Regions from separate parts of the Mus musculus genome. Here region 1 is linked to region 2. Evidence: chromatin contacts called from public HiChIP or PLAC-seq data. All regions are on one chromosome and are shown on one strand. Each heading gives the region's core, a stretch centred on a gene start, on an enhancer-like site or on the middle of the called end of the contact. The rest is flanking DNA. Distances are from core to core; before and after follow the strand shown. Region 1 holds the start of Tgfb2 (transforming growth factor, beta 2). Region 2 has its middle 220 kb from the start of Gm35023.

Evidence for each region. HiChIP or PLAC-seq counts read pairs in DNA pulled down with a chosen protein or histone mark.
Region 1: a contact with region 2 is called in an H3K4me3 HiChIP or PLAC-seq map of embryonic limb bud, with 5 times the contacts expected there. The contact joins the promoter of Tgfb2 here to the enhancer-like site in region 2. A contact is called at or near these places in 6 of 39 promoter capture datasets (the 3T3-L1 cell line, the HPC-7 cell line, the SN4741 cell line and 3 more), 1 of 15 datasets of contacts at CTCF or cohesin (the NIH/3T3 cell line), 5 of 484 Hi-C or Micro-C datasets (cerebral cortex, embryonic fibroblasts, embryonic stem cells and 1 more), 11 of 115 datasets of contacts at active chromatin or transcription factors (astrocytes, cardiomyocytes, craniofacial prominence and 7 more) and 2 of 9 other capture datasets (adipose tissue and embryonic stem cells).

The regions. Positions count from the first base shown.
Region 1 is chr1:186,702,440-186,707,321 of GRCm38.p6, forward strand. It overlaps Tgfb2 (transforming growth factor, beta 2), which reads right to left and starts at 3,550. Exons shown (of 7, transcript NM_009367.4): 1 at 1,990-3,550. The coding sequence starts at 2,335. It overlaps Gm35655 (a long non-coding RNA gene), which reads left to right. Exons shown (of 2, transcript XR_373811.4): 1 at 1-792; 2 at 1,088-1,364.
Region 2 is chr1:185,832,264-185,837,416 of GRCm38.p6, forward strand. No RefSeq gene overlaps it. Among named protein-coding and RNA genes, the nearest start is that of Gm35023, 220 kb to the left of the region's middle. Within about 2 kb of position 2,123, at least 10 of the 459 cell types and tissues checked have an H3K27ac peak or open chromatin away from gene starts, as enhancers often do. A contact at or near this core is called in embryonic basal ganglia and embryonic limb bud, where this site is marked.

The sequences.
Region 1 (4,882 bases), core at 2,300-4,799, 870 kb after region 2:
GGCCTGCTCCCTGCACACCTATGCAATGTGAGATTGGATCTTTGTCCTCTTTGCAGACTTCCTGACAGCTAATCTGAGCTTTGGCATGTAAACACCGAAGAAGGAGTTATTCAGCCCCGGATCACATGCCTGTCTGTCAGCCCAAACATCTGCAGAATCAACACACGTATGTGGGAGAAAACTAACTGAGTCAAGCCGTCCCTCAGCCCCAGTGGCTCTGGACTAATTACAATGAACTCCCTTCCCTAGCATCACTGTGGCTCCACCCCAGATAGAAATCCTTATTTCCCAGGAGCAATAAACAGGGCGGACTGTACGCATCCACTGTAGTGGATAGGGCCGTAACTATAATAATAAAACCGTCCTGCTGGCCAGGGTTCCCTGCATCTGTTACGGCACTAAACAACAAGAGAACACTACAGGGTAAGAGAAGTGACCAGAAAGAGTGTGGTTAGACACATGGGTAGACCAACGCTCTGAGGGCACCAAGTGCAAGACGCGGCAAGTCAGACAGCTATGGCTCGTCAAACTAAAAATAAATATTAGGAGAGAAAAGCACCTCCCTGCAATTCTGACTTCTGGGATAAAATTACCAAGATGGCTGCGTTATCTATTTAGGCAAGACACAGAGACTTCACAAAGGCAGCCAGCAAGGATATAGGGCATGAAAGGGGAGGAGAGAACAGAGCAGCCAATGAGAAGTTTACGACAGGGACTTGGAACACAGGGATGCTGAAGTTTTTTTTTTTTCTCTTTCTTTTAGTGTTTCTTCCTGGTGCTTAACCCTCTCAGGTATCACTCAGTGCTGTTGCTGCTGCAAAATTCTCTCTCTCTCTCTCTCTCTCTCTCTCTCTCTCTCTCTCTCTCTCCCTCCCTCCCTCCCTCCCTCCCTCCCCACCCCCTTTTTAAAGAACTCTGAAACAAATCTACACTAACTGTACTCTCCCCTTCCCCCACAAGGCTCCACAATAAATCGCTGCTACTGTATGCCAGCTGTTTCTGAAGCTATTGCTCCCAGCGAAACGGGGAAATATATATATATATATATTTTTTTTTAAATAGCTGTCTTTCCCATCTTCGATTTCAGAACACACAGAAGACCCTGCTGCTTGTGAAAGTGCCGGGACACAGAGTTCAAGGTTGAAAAAGATCATGGAGAATCCCCCTAAGAAAAAACGACCTGCTCCCAGGCTAGCGAGGACTACCTAGAAAAAACGGGAAGTGAAACCTAGTTGAGCCCAGTTAGAACCTTATTTATTCTTTCTAACTGTCCACGTGAGGTCAAAAGGGGACTTGGCAATGCGGCTCTGCAAGAAGACTGAGAGTAAAAACACCCAGAGAGAGCAATAAATGACCCCCCGGAGGATTTAAGGGTTTTGAGTGACCCCCACCCCGTGCGCCCGAAATCCAGCTTGGTGTTGCTGATGCTGACATTCTTAGGGGAGTGAGAGACAATAGCAAAGGTTTGGGGAGTCCCCAGATAGGTCAGCAGGGAAGGGGGGCGCCTTTGAGAAGGCTAGTTTGGAAGCACTTTTTTTAACTCTTTGTGTACCAGTTGGAGGACACCCCCACCCCCACTGCATGCCAACCCGGCAAAGAAAACAAAGTCTACCTTGGTCTCTTAGCATAAGTCATCCCGGGAAGCGCTTTTCTTTTGACAGAAGGGAGCTGATTTGCTAGTTGGTAGACCAGGGGAGAGGAGAAATGCAAACATCTTTTAAAAGGTCTGGGGCATTTGTGGGTAGGGAGTTATGGAGAAATAAATAAATAAAACAGAAGTTGAAGGTTTGCAAGCCTGTGGATCCCTCTCCATCCCACGACTGGAAAGGCAGTGGAAGGGACGAAGGACAGAACGGAAACGAAGCGATCAGGACCCGGGGACTGGGAGAGGAAAGGGCGAACGCCTAAGGCTGCTGTGGATCTGAGGAGCTCCGGGCCAACCTTAGACTCGGGGATGGAAAAGTCGAAAACCACGGAAACTGTACTTACTTTCGGAGGGGAGGTGGGACGGCATGTCGATTTTATAAACCTCCTTGGCGTAGTACTCCTCGTCGCTCCGCTCGCGCTCGCAGGCGGCTGCCCTCCGGCTTGCCTTCTCCTGCAGTAAGTCCCTGGTACTGTTGTAGATGGAAATCACCTCCGGGGGGACCTCATCCGGCTCCGGATAGTCTTCCGGGGGGCTGGTGAGCTTCAGCTTGCTCAGGATCTGCCCGCGGATGGCCTCGATCCTCTTGCGCATAAACTGATCCATGTCGAGGGTGCTGCAGGTAGACAGACTGAGCGCCACCGGGACCAGATGCAGGAGCAAAAAGGTGCTCAGCACACAGTAGTGCATGTTTTTAAAAGGAAGAAACGTTGATGTTGTTATTTAAAGTAAGAAAAAATATATATAAAAAAGAAACTAGTAATTCTCAGAGCGGTCAGGTAGAGTTGTTTTTAATACGAAACTTTTGCAAAGCAGTCGAAAGTTAATGCCCAATAGAAAAACGTCCCTGGCTGGGATTCCTTTAAAAAAGAAAATGCAACGCGTTCCCAACGTGGAGATATTAATATGCGATGCTGGGGCGGGGTGGGGGGGGAATCTCTCACTTTAAGGAGTAAGAAAGGTTTGTTTTTTTTTTCTCCTGGAAGGGAGAGGGTGAGTGGCTCTGAAGTAGAAATAAACTTAAGAGGAAGAAATGGAGTTCAGTGTGTCAGGCTCGGTGCGGAGTGGCTGATCTGAACTCCGATCCTCCGGCCAAAAGGGACGAGACGAGAAGGTCCGGGGGCTGGCAGGAGGCACGCAGGGCCGCGGGGAGCGCTGAGCGGCGGCCGGGGCTGCGCCGGGCTCTAACTGAGAAGTTCAAAGACCGAGCGGCTCGGCCCTGCCTTCCACACGTGTGTGGATGAGTGTGCGTGTGGATGTGTGCGCGTGTGCGCGCGTGCGTGCGCGCGCGCCGAGGGCGAGCCTGGCGAGCCGCGGGGAGGCAGATGCGCCCCGGAGCGGCTCACTCGGAGACTCGGTGGGATACTGTCCGCCCCGGAGATCCACAGAGGCCGGAGCAGGCGGCGAGGATCCCGCTCCTGCCGGCCGCGCTGTGGCCTACACCCGGCTGGGTCGCTCCACGTTGCAGCCGCCGCTGCTGCCTGCAAAGAGGGCCAGCCTCCAGCTCGGTCCTTCAGATCCTCCTTTTCTTGCTCCAGGCGGCCAAGGGCGACAGCGATCGGCCACCTCCTTAACCCCTGTGGAACAACACCGCCTCCTGGGCGCGTTGGCTGCGGGCTGCCCCGGGACTCGCACCCTTCCCTAGCTTCTCCTAGCTTCCACCAAGGTTGCACTTTCTCGCTTAGGGTAAGTAGGTACTTGCGACCCTAAAATAGACCTCTGCCGATCCTTCTCTCCGCAGATGGGTTGCTCCAGAATGGCTCTTTAAACCCTAATACTTCTCTCCATCCCTGACGCCTGCCCCAGAGCTCAGCTCTCAGCGCCTTCTCTCTTTCTCTCCCACTCGCTCTCCTGCCGGCAGTTTCAGCAGCTCTGCTCCGAGCAAACCTGCTGCCAGCAGATAACATCACGATTCTGCCCGGAGCAGAGTTTTATATGTGCTCCCCAAACCACGTGTTTGCCTTCAACAAAGTGACGCGCTAGGATTACAGTCAGAAGTCCTCTGTTACTAAGACCACGAGCTCTGGACCATTGGAGGGGGTGTGGAAAAGGGGGACGGCCAGTAAGGGAGGGCGACTGGCATGAGGAATTTGCAGTAGTCACTGTCTGTGATCACCAAGGGTCTGTGTGTGGAGGGGCAGGCAGCTAAGCATCCCGTTTCTACATGGTGGGGATCACTCATTCGCAGCTTCCCTGAGTCCCTCCTGTGTTGAGTGCGTGCCCATGCATGTACAGGCGTGTACACACACACACACACACACACACACACACACACACACACACACACACACACACACACACTGTGCTCCATGGAGCTCCAGCCCAGCCCTGAAGACATGCCTTCCAATCTGAGACTGCTGACCTAACTCTTGAGTTCTCCGGGATTCCACAGGTTGTTTTTCATTAGCCTGTTTACAATCCAGCCCTGTTTGCCTGTGAACCAGCAGAATACAGAAGTGTCCCTTTCACCCAATGCATGCTCTGTATCACTGCTTTGAATAAAGGAACTGTTGCCTTCTTTATGTGAGCCCCTGCTCATGTGGCTTTCTCCTCAGCCTTCCTAGACAAGGATGACCCACCATCTTCTGCCTGTCGCAGCATTATCTAAGACACCTGGGTTTTAAATGTTTGCTGTCTCCTGTCACACAGTATCATAACTTGACATTTTCTACTTCAACTTGCTCAAACTGGTTGGATAACAGAATCTTTCTTCCCACTGGTCTTTCCCCTTTAGTCAAAGTCAACATTTCAATCTTAGTGATGACTCTGTGGCCACGATGACTACACAGGTTGTTAAAGCTGGAAACTGTTGAGAATTCCCCCAGGTTAAGACCTCAGTATCATTTTCCTAGTTCAAAAGGATCAAACCTTTAGGGATGCATACATGTGTATGTGTGTGTGTGTGTGGGGGGGGTTATATTCTTACTAGAGGGAGCTGTAATGATATGTAATGATATAGCTGGCATACATTATATACAGCAATGAACATTATTATTTGTATTTCACAGACAGGGAGACTGAGGCCATAGGAAGTGAGGTCTGTTGTTGCAGAAAACAGGAAGGGGTGGGTCTGGGTTTTGCAGAGAGAGCCCGCCCACCTCCTGGGTTCTTTCCCACCATGTACTTGGAAGAAGTATAAGGTCCCAGAACATGTGACAAGCAGGGATCCGGGGGTTCCGTAAGTGTGGGAGCTGCAGAATAATCTACTGCCCTCTTACAGAATCAAGACCCCCCCAC
Region 2 (5,153 bases), core at 873-3,372:
GTGACATGTAAAGTTCTGGGATTGCTTAACTACTCCTCTGCCTGTTTTCTTCCAATTCCTTAGAAAGAAAATTGAAAACAAGGATGAAGAAAGACAAGGGGGTGTTGACTCTGATGAGTCAAATGATTCCTTTTAGCGAAATCCCAAGATAAAGTTCAAGACCCAGCAGATAAGATGTTCCTCAGTGGAATACTTGAAGAAAATAAGAAGCAGCAGAAAGTCTCATTAAATGTCAGTCAGAAAAAATAAAGACCAGCTCTTGGACATATGCATGTGTGCTGTGTGTGTACTGTGTTCTCTCTGTTTGTGTGTATGTGTGTGTGTGTGTGTATGTTGAATTTCATCTTATGAATGTAACTATTTTTAATGATTTTCAAATTCACCGAGAATGAGAAGCTAAGTGAAAACTAATGCTGGAAACTCTCCACACACTGGTTTTTGAAGGTGGCATCTAAGAAGCTAGCTCAGGTCTTCCTGCTGGCAAGGACAATTTTTTTTAAAATGGCTGAACCATCTTCTTGGCCTTATTCTGATGAGTGCTTGAGGTTCCAGGACTGGGGAGACAGACTTAGACAGAACTCTGGGGCACACTAGCCAGCCAGTCTAGCCTCCACTTGGTGAGTTCCAGACCAGTCGGAGATTTTTTTATTCAACTCAACAAAGGGGACAGCGTTTGCTAAGCATCAGCCAAGGTTGACTTCTGTGTGTATGTTTGCCCATGTGCCAGAGAAAGTACACAGACAACTTAAAAGAGAGACTCACAAAGAGTGAAAATTTAAAATATTGGAAGATAATTTTGTTTACAGCTTGCATTTGCAATTTAAGATGCTTAGTAGTAAATATGTAAGAGTCTGGAATCCAACACGGAGATCGGAAAGAGAGCAGGATCCTTTAAGATCTCAGAAGTCCTGAGTGTCTGCATCCTGGAAGAGCCAAACTTCTTCATCTCATTTTCTCCCATCTCTAAGGGACAGCATGCTCAGAGGGTAAGCACGCAAGGTGAATCAGTTTCTATGTGCTGGAAGAGAGTGAGGATCGTTCTACCTTGGCTTGGATGCATGGCTTCCCCTGCTTTATAGAAAGAGTAATTTCTTTTGTCCCTTGCAAGAAAACCACATGGCTGGTTTGTCAAACTATCAGTTAAAGAGAGACAGGGCAATCATGGAATTTGGTAGATGTTTAGAAGGAACTAGTGGTATGTGCAGTTGCTCAGGTATAGAACGAAGCCCGACCTGTCCTCTCTCCTGATTTAGACTTGACGACCCTACCATCTGGCTTGTGTTCAGGGCATAGTCCTAAAATGGGGTGCGGCGATCTGAATCTGGACTGACTGTGGATTATTTGACTGTGGGGCATGGGGTGAAGTCTAGAAAAATATATGAAGAAGGAGGGGATGAAGATGAGGGATGCCTGATCAGCTTCCACTCTGTATAAAGCACAGGGCCAGCCAGGAACTCTTAACTAAACTATATGCCCATAATGTTGTTGGCTCCTTGAACTCTGTGTACAAGATAATGACTCCAGGAAAACAACAAGGCAAGTGTTGGCCACAGAAGCAATTGCTGCCAACATGTGTGGAGCCAGTTCTTTCTATACACTCAGGTTTTAAAAGCTGCATGATATCCATTTGAACTTGATGGCCCAAATGGCCTCCATCAGTGTGATAAGGGTTTGAAAATCTCATTCATCTGACAAATGATAACCATGAAGCTTAACACTCAGGACCCCGAAGCACCAACTCTGGATAAAAGAAAGAACAGTAGATGCCAACCCTCAACTGGGTCGTTACATGAGACATTCTCTTCAGCCACCAAGAAGTTTATGGTGTAGCAAACTTTCCTGGTGGTAGGGCCAACAGACTGGAGGGCACCAAGGAGAGCTTTATGAGAGCCAGGGAGAAAAATGGTGTTGGAATTTTTTTTGCTTGCTCCCCACTCCCCCTTTTGTTTAGCTTAGCCAACTCTGAAGTCTCCCATAGAAAAGGCCTTGATTATCAAATGTAATATTCACATACGTTTTCTGCGTTCAGCCTCGCACGGGGAAACATAGAGGGCTGCAGTGTTCCTTAATAAATTACCTCTTCGTGTAGCAATTAACCCCCTTCTGTGAAGGCTCAGTGTTTCCTTGGTCCCATGCCAGTGCTGACAGCTATGGCTTAGCATTCCTCTTAATGGGCAGCAATTACTGCTGAGAGCAGGGAAACATAAAATATTAACACTTAGGCATCTTTTACACTTCTTTGAAAGTTAGATTACGTTGAAAATATAACTGACTTTTCATGCTTAAACCTGGTATTTACTTAGAATTCCACTGGACCCGTGAACATGTTTCAGTAAGTGGTTTCTGTTGATTTATTAACTGCCACGAAGTCCTGATGGAATCCCCTGGTCTCCAAATATTTAATATGTTTTATTCGTGTGTATGAAAGCCTTGTTTACCAATACAGTAATTTCTCCATATAATGGAGAGGATAAATAATTTAGAATATAACATGATGAGAGTCTCATACTTCTAACTCTGGGACATGTGCACAGGACACGGATACTGTACAGTTACACGTAGGCATCTGTACCAAAGTGAGTCATTGTTTGCTTCACCAAAGGTTTTAGATCTTTGGTGGGTGTTTGTGTGTATGTGTGTGTGTATATGTGTGTGAGTATGTGTGTGTATGTGTGTGAGTGTGTGTGAGAGTATGTGTGTGTATGTGTGTGAGTGTTGTGAGTGTGTGTGTCTATGTGTGTGTGTATGTATGTATATGTATGTATGTGTGTGTGTGAGTGTGTGTGTGTGTGTATGTGTGTGTGAGAGTGTGTGTATGTATGTGTGTATGTGTGTGTGAGTGTGTGTGTGTGTGTGTGTGTGTGTGTGTGTGTGTGTTTACAACCACCTATGCAAGTGCTGGGCAGAAGAGGGTTGACTTTGTGCTGTCCTGTTATTTTCTACCCTTCTTTTGAGGTAGGTTCTTGCCCTGATCATGAAGCTTGTATTTTCTCTATTAGACTGAAAGCTAGCAAGCCCTAGCCAACCTCTGCTTCTGCCTCTCCCCTGCTTTGAGATGGGTTACAGGCAGGTGATGGATACCTGGCTGGTCACATGGGTCTGGAATCTGCTGTGTTGTGTTGCCTTCAGCATTGCTCAGCAAGTGCTTGCCACTGCTGAGCCACATGCAGTCCCAGGCTGTCTCCTTTTAAAGCTGCTTTTTGATTTGAAAATTGAGAGAGAGTAGTCACATGAAAGTGTTTATCATCTGTATGAACTTATTGTTTTCTGTATATATACTACATCTTTTTTTTTTTTTTTTTTTTTTTTTTTTGCATTCCAAAGTCTCCACAACAAAATTTTAGCATTTTAGATCTTAAATAGGCTGGGTAAATCTTTGGCCATGGCTGAAGTTCACGCTGTCTTTTTGAAAATAAAACAACCATGCATATTCATTTCTGTGAATGCTTTCACGTAGCCAAGCCGAAGTTGAGTAGATCTCATTGAGGCTTAGTGAACTTGAAAAGCTGAAAAATTTTCTCCCTGAGTTTGGCAAAACATGTTCTCCCACTCAGACACAAGTAGGCAAGTGGTGTGAGTTCTATGACAATCACATTATTACAGAGACAAACATTCATACTTAGCATTGGTGGCCATGCTGATGCACCCATCCAGTTGAATGACAGCGTCCAGTGTGCATTTCAATGTTCTGATCACACATATTTACATTCCTCAAAACAATATGGCTTTGAGCGCCTTAAAGCTCATGCTGCACACGAGAGCTGCCTCTTAATGGCAATTAGTACCTGTTAGGCACCGAGAGAAGAGGGCAGAAGCGTAGGGATGCCTCTTGAAGTCCCCAAGCCTTATTTTCTTCCTTTATCGAGATAATAGCAGTTTCCCACCTCTGGCCTCTTGTGTGAGAAGTATGTGTCTTTAAGTGTCTGCCATTTAGGCTGAGGAGTTGGCTCAATCAGTGAAGTGCTTGCTTCACAAACACGAGACCCTGAATGTATACTCTCCACAATCCATGGAGAGAAAAGGCCAGGCATAGTGGCTTGTGCTTGGAATCTTAGTCTCAGAGAGGCAGAATTCTCTAGCGCTGAGTGGTCGGCTGGCCCGGCTTCCATGGCTGGTGAGCCATTCTGTCTCAAAATTCCACAGGTGGACAAAGTCTAAGGGTAGCAGTTTGTGGTTGTCCTTTGACTTCCATGTGCACTCACACATGCATGAATGTGTGTGTGTACATGTGCACATGTGTACCCCCAATACATGAGTGTTCACATGCATACTTGCAACATGCCTACCATGTGTTTAGGGATTGTGAACATGGTATGTGCCATATGCCACATAAATAATTTGTGCTTTTCATGATGAGTACAGCTCACAGAAAAACAACTGTAATATCAGAGCTGCTGCAATCCTTCACTTTGTATGTTCCATGCAGCCATTAATCTTACCCCTAAACAAGTGGCCTTGGCTGCTCCTTTGGCTCACGATGAAACTCAGCCGTTTGCTCTGAGTAGTAATGATAGGATGTGAGGCAAAGCAGAGCTCTGGCTTGTTTATGTTTCTTAATTAGTCTCCCTCATTGAGCCTCTCCGTCTCCAGGCACAATTAAAATGTTCTGTGTTTCTTCAATACACCAAGCGGCTCTCAGTCACCAACTGCACCAGAACCCCAAACGGATGAAATGGTTAAGAGAGAGGAAAATAAATCGCCAAGGTTCTCGACTGTGTGGCGTGTAAACACAAGACCTCAAGAACACCCACATTCATGTGAGCATGCCGAGCAAGCACATCAGGCCTCATTCCAAAGTGCTTCACGGCTTCAACACAGCTCCTACTCACCCAGAGCATCTTGATATTTATGCCACACTGGACAGTTTTCTCTCTGTTATGTATGGTTACCATAGTATCCGAAGCTTTATTGTTAGAGAGCCAGTCACAGGAAGATTCTCTTTGTACCCTATAAAGTAGACCCCTGTTTCTTTACGTTAGCAAACCTTCCTCCAGGGAATAATAACGTCTCTCCCTACTGAGGACAACCCACTTTTGTTGTTCTCTCTCATTGACTGCACCATGCGCCATATGAAAGTATAGTTATTTTCATGTGAATCTGAGTTTCTTCCACATTTGTCTCTGTGCTTCAGAGAGCCCCCTCCCCCCATGGCA